Regions from separate parts of the Danio rerio genome. Here region 2 is linked to region 1. The links are chromatin contacts, called in public Hi-C maps. All regions are on one chromosome and are shown on one strand. Each heading gives the region's core, a stretch centred on a gene start, on an enhancer-like site or on the middle of the called end of the contact. The rest is flanking DNA. Distances are from core to core; before and after follow the strand shown. Region 1 holds the start of znf362a (zinc finger protein 362a). Region 2 holds the start of slc45a1 (solute carrier family 45 member 1).

The links. A called contact is a pair of places that touch in the nucleus more often than the background predicts.
Region 2: a Hi-C map of hematopoietic stem cells shows a contact between it and region 1, with 3 times the contacts expected there. The contact joins the promoter of slc45a1 here to the promoter of znf362a in region 1. A contact is called at or near these places in 1 of 18 Hi-C or Micro-C datasets (hematopoietic stem cells) and 1 of 4 datasets of contacts at active chromatin or transcription factors (embryo).

What each region holds. Positions count from the first base shown.
Region 1 is chr11:42,950,353-42,953,438 of GRCz12tu, forward strand. znf362a (zinc finger protein 362a) reads right to left here and starts at 1,399. Exons shown (of 9, transcript NM_001077733.1): 1 at 1,343-1,399.
Region 2 is chr11:43,299,345-43,302,461 of GRCz12tu, forward strand. It overlaps slc45a1 (solute carrier family 45 member 1), which reads left to right and starts at 1,543. Exons shown (of 10, transcript NM_001374639.1): 1 at 1,543-1,732. All of the region lies in intron 3 of LOC141376672 (a long non-coding RNA gene), which reads left to right.

The DNA of each region.
Region 1 (3,086 bases), core at 149-2,648:
AATGGTGTTTAAAAAAAAAATCAAAAACTGCTTTTATTTTAGCTGAAATAAAACACACAAGACTTTCTCCAAAAGAAAAAATATTATCAGACATACTGTGAAAAAATTCCTTGCTCTGTTAAACATCATTTGAAAAATATATAAATTTAAAAAAAAAAGATAATTTTTTTTGAAGGGGACTAATAATTCTGACTTCAACTGTATATATATATATTGTAGATGGAAAAACATTTTTAAAAAAGGAATCATTTACAATGTAACAATTGCATTAATTTAAAAAGTCGAAAAGAAGATTAAATGATATAAAAAAACAGCAATATAAATAAAAGTTAAAAGGATGCTTTCAGGACTTGGGCACTATGGCTGTAATTGCATTGTAATGCATCTTTAAAACAAATAAAAATAATTACAAACACACCGATTATAATGTAACGCATCATTTTATACCTTGCAAACTAGAAAGCTTCCTATTGACATTTAATGAAGTTAGATCAATTCTGTGAGTCACAGGATATCATTTAAAAAAACTGAAAGTGCAAATAAACATCGCAAAACAGCGTGCAAATATCAAATAAACATCAAACGAGAGATTGACACGTCTTGTGGTCTTCAAAATGAACTGATGAAAAACTTACTCAACTTTTTCTTTTATTCTGTCGGCATCCTCGAAAAGCTTCCCAAATAAAAGCGCGCTCTCTTTTGATCAAAGATTACATTAAGAAATCGCTCGCAAAATAACGCGAACGGACGCGTTTGGTGCCTTGCGAGAGCGCAGGTCTCCGGTGTCTGCCTCTCCCACATTCTCAGACAGTTTTATTAAAAATTTCAGACAAAAGGAAAACAAAAATGGCAGCCTGTCTTATTTTTATAAGGACAGGGCGCCATATTCTGCAGATCCCAATTTTTTTAGCGACAAAAAAATATAGCGCGTGCGTTCAGATCCAAGGCGCGACGCGTAAAACGCCGCATTATTTGCATTAAGTGCGCGAATGATTGTTTACTTAGATCTGCAGGTTTGAATAGCCCGGCTGGAGGAGGAAAAAAAGAGAGAGGGAGAAAAAAAAACGAGACTTCCTACAACAATCATGCGATGCGAACAAATCACGCAGATGGAAACAGACGCGCATCAATGTTACATTTCCATCGCGACGCATCAATGCAAAAGCGTGCAATTGCGTTATTGTTGCAACGCGAGCGTGCTTTTAGATGGCTTTCTCTTTTATTTGAACTTTTTTGCTCACTCGAAGGACTACAAGAACTAGCATCGTTTTCGCGCGTCGTGCAAATGTGCCCAAAAAATTAATATGCAGTGGTGAAGATGAGAAGAAAGCGACAGACATACCTTGCACACCTCGACGGAGGATTTATTAGATGTAATTATTGAAAGCTTGAGATGTTGTTTCGGCTTTGCCTTCAGAGGGAGTTTCAGACCTTCCGGGTCGCCTGGTGTTCACTTCTGGGTGCTGCAGCTCCACAGATCCATATATGAGCACATTTACAGCCATCAAATCACTAAAAAACATCTCTTGTGCACATTTCTCGTGTCGTTAGCTATCGTTTGCAGGATATGGAGCATACGTGAATGGAAACTGAGATGATGATTAACTCATATCAGATTCACAAACATATACTGTACATTTACTCCTATTTATACGCCTCAGCATTAAATAATTTTGTCTATGGGGCTTTCAAGGGGGTCTGGAAATGTTTAGAGATTTTAATTAATAATAATAATAATAATAATAATAATAATAAATGTAAAACAAAAATATAATAGAAAAGTTATTTTGAAATATTTTATAAAACTAAAAATATTTGGAGATTTTTATATATAAAAAAATAATAATAATAATAATAATAATAATAATAATGTAAAACAACATTTCACTAGAATAATAATTTAAAATATTTTATTAAACTAAATGTTTGGAGATTTTTATATATTAATTAATAATAATAAATAATAACAAATGTAAAACAAATATACAGAATATTAAATATTTTATGAAACTATAAATGTTTGCAGATTTTTAAAATATAAATTAATAAGAATAAATAATATTAATAAAAATAAACAAATAAATAAATAAAATACAAAAATACAAAAAAAAATATTATTTTAAAATATTTTATTAACTTAAAATGTTTGGAGAATTTTTTATTTAGATTAATAATAATAATAATAATAATAATTTAAAATATTTTATAAAACTATAAATGTTTGGAGATTTTTATATATTATTTAATAATAATAAATAATAACAAATGTAAAACAAATATACACTAGAATATTATATTTTTTATGAAACTATAAATGTTTGGGGATTTAAATTTTTTATATAAATTAATAATAATAAATAATATTAATAATAATATTAATAATAAATAAATAAATGTAAAACAAAAATCCCCAAAAAGTATTATTTTAGAATATTTTATTAACTGGAAATGTTTGGAGAATTTTTAATGTAGATTAATAATAATAATGATAATGATGAGTAAAAAATGTAAAGTAAAAATTACACTAGAATAATTATTTTAAATATTTTATAAAACTAAAAATGTTTTAAGATTTGTAAATATAAATTAATATTAACAATAAATGTCAAACAATAGACTAGAATAATTTTAAATATTTTATTAAACTGTAAAAATGTTTTGAGATTGTGTTTAATATAAATTCATGATCATAAAAATAAATAATAAATGTAAAACATAAATACACCAGAATAATTATTTTAGTGTATTTTTGGCTTTCATTTTTATTATTACTTATTTTTTAGTATAAATAATACAAATTTTAATGTAAAAATATAAAAATGTTTTGAGATTTTTAAAAATGAAAATTCATAATAATAAATAAATGTAAAACAAAAATACAATAAAATAATTATTTTATTATTTTCATTTATTATATAATATTGAATAATAATAATATGTAATATATAATAATATGTAAAATCAATATACACTAGAATAATAAATATTTTATAAAACTATAAATGTTTTGAGATTTTTAATTATAAATTCATAATAATAAAAATAAATAAATGTAAAACAAGAATACAATAAAATAATTATTGTAA
Region 2 (3,117 bases), core at 293-2,792, 350 kb after region 1:
ACACACACACACACACACACACACACACACACACACACACACACATTTAAAAGGTATGATAGCATACATATAGACTCCACCATTTAGAAAAGTACACTATATAGTGTATAACTGCAGGTTAACTATCTCTCTCTTTCTATATATATATATACTGTCACTGACTCTCTCTAAGTTTAACTGTAATGTAATAATGTGCATCTTTTGAAAAGCTGCTTAAGACTGATAATTGTTGTGAAAAGCAGTGAGAAAACAGCCTTTAACATGTATTATAGGTTATAGCCAAATAGTTTAATGTCTAAAAAATTATTATACAGATGCAAATTGATAACGTGTGATAAAAATTAGGCAATTAAAAGCATCCTTTTTCATTAGACTGAAAAAAACACTTGATAGAAAACCTAAAATCTAAAAGCTCAAATTAAATAAATATAATTTATTTTCAAATAAAATGCAAAAAAACAAAACCAATAAATATTTTAGTAAACAAAGTAAGCAAAATAAAAAAATAGATATTATATATAGGTAATGAAGTACATAATTTGAATAGTTACTATAATGCTTTTAATATATATTTTTATTTTTTCATTAAATAATTTTACAATAAAACAGATCCCAAATTTGTTTGTCTGTCTATAAATGCAAATTAAATGCAACACAAGTGCACACACACACACACACACACACACACACACACACACACACACACACACACACACACACACACACACACACACACACACACACACACACACACACACATGACTGCATTGGTGCATATGTAATCAGATAATTCAATAGAATAGGTATTATAGCTCACATAGACTCCAACAAGCAGTTTCTTTTAATTTTTAAACACCATTTTAAGGTCAATATTATTAGCCCCTTTAAGCTATTTTTTTCGATAGTCTACAGAACAAACCATCGTTATACAATAACTTGCCTAACTACCCTAACCTTCCTAGTTAACCTAATTAACCTAGATAAGCCTTTAAATGTCACTTTAAGCTGTATAGAAGTGTCTTGAAAAATAGTCAGATAGTATTTACTGTCATCATGGTAAAGATAAAATAAATCAGTTATTAGAGATGAGTTTTTAAAACTATGATGCTAAGAAATGTGTTGAAGAAATCTTCTCTCCGTAATATATATACACTGTTCACCCTAAAGTTTAACTGTAATGTAATAGCGTGCGTCATTTGTAAAGCTGCATAAAAATGATATTGTGAAAAGCACTATACAAATAAACTGGAATTTAATTGAATTTGTGTTATAATATATTTGTTTTTTATTTAAAAAAAATTATATTAATCCAAATTAAGAAAGAAATATAGCCTATGATAAATAAATAAATAAATAAATAAATAAATAAATAAATAAATAAATAAATAAATAAATAAATAAAAGACAAATAAGCAGTGTGAGATGTGCAGGACATCTTGAAGGTCCACATGTCATTTGGAGTGTTTTTGACAGGTGTCAGTTTTCGGCTGATGCTGATGCTGCAGATATATTGGCGCGGGCGGAGGCGATGCCGTGACGTCACGACGGACGGGAGGAGGAGAGATGATGCGAGGACAGGGGGAGACCGGAGGAGCAGCACGATAAAAGCTGAGAAATGACTGCGCCAGAAAGGACGAAAAAAGATGAAACGTTAAACAGCAGCGTCAACGCGATGCGCCGTCCCGTCTGCTGCCTGCAACCCAGTAATGCATGAAGAGCATCCCGGATAAAGGTAATGTTATAGTATCTGTTTGCGTCCGCACGCCTCACAAAGAGCTGCTGTTCTATTTACATTTAAAGCAAGCGCTTTTAACGTGATTATCACACCACTGAAGTGTCATATAGCTGTGTGGTTAAACCGAAAACATGTTTGGCTCTCCAAGCACCCTCCTTCCTATTCATCCATAATTAAACATGTTTGTGAATCAAAGCTAGTGCGCGCGTTTTATTCATGGAGAAAAATCCTCATGTGGATAATCGTGAAATTGGAGCATTGTTGAGATGTGTGCAGGAAGGAGTCTGCAGTTGTGCGTTTTGCTTTCTCAGCTATGGAGAGACCGAGCACATGTGCATTGCGCATCCCGGAGCTGCGCATTGGTTGCAGTGCGTCGTGTGCGCGCGCGAGGGAAGTGTCATATCATGACCTCCTTGAAGAAATGGCGCTTCATCGCGATACTTTTCTAATCATTTGATTAATAAAAGCTACGCTGTGATGCTTCGCACCGTTGCTTCGTATAAGGGTGCTGTTTTGCTTTATTATCTCAATGTCACCATGACCTACACACTCAGTACAGTGGGAAAAAAATATTCACTGGATTTACTCAATTTCTTTTAAAGGAAAGTAGTTGCAAGTAATCTGTGGGCTGAATTTAAACAAATAAATTAAGTTGAACATTATTGAATTTGATTTGTTTATTTAAATTCAGCCCATATAAATTGTTTGCAAGCACTTGTCTTAAAACAATGTAGTAAATCCAATGAATCATTTTTTTCAGTGTAATAAAGGTTGTTTACTGGCATTGATGGGTTGTATAAAGAACGTGCAATATATTTCCAGGGTTTTTAATAGTATAAAAAATCCAGATGTTCTTCTAAAAATACTACTTACTGGAAAGTTTTTTGGGGAACCATGTTTTTGTCTTCTTCACCCTTTGGGACTTTTATTTTGTAAAGATAACTATGCAGTTCGCCATGATGATAACTATATTTACTTACTCCCAGAGCCATTTATTTCAATGTTGATATTTAGACACACTATATTGGTGTTTTGTAACATCTAGTTTTTTATAAGGTGGGTTGTTAGCCCATTGCTCAAGACCCCAATCATACACTACAGACAATTTAGCTTACTCAACTGACCGATAGCACGTGTTTGGACTGTGGGGGAAACCGGAGCACCCGGAGGGAACCCACACCAACACGGGGAGAACATGCAAACTCTACACAGAAATGCCAACTGGCCCAGCCGGGACTCGATCCAGCGACCTGATTTATTAGTATAAATTAACAACAAAACAAATTAATTAATCTCAATTTTCAAGAGTATCTACACTCACCGGCCACTTTATTAGGTATAACATATACCTTGTAGGACCTGGTTGGACCTTGAAGTACTTT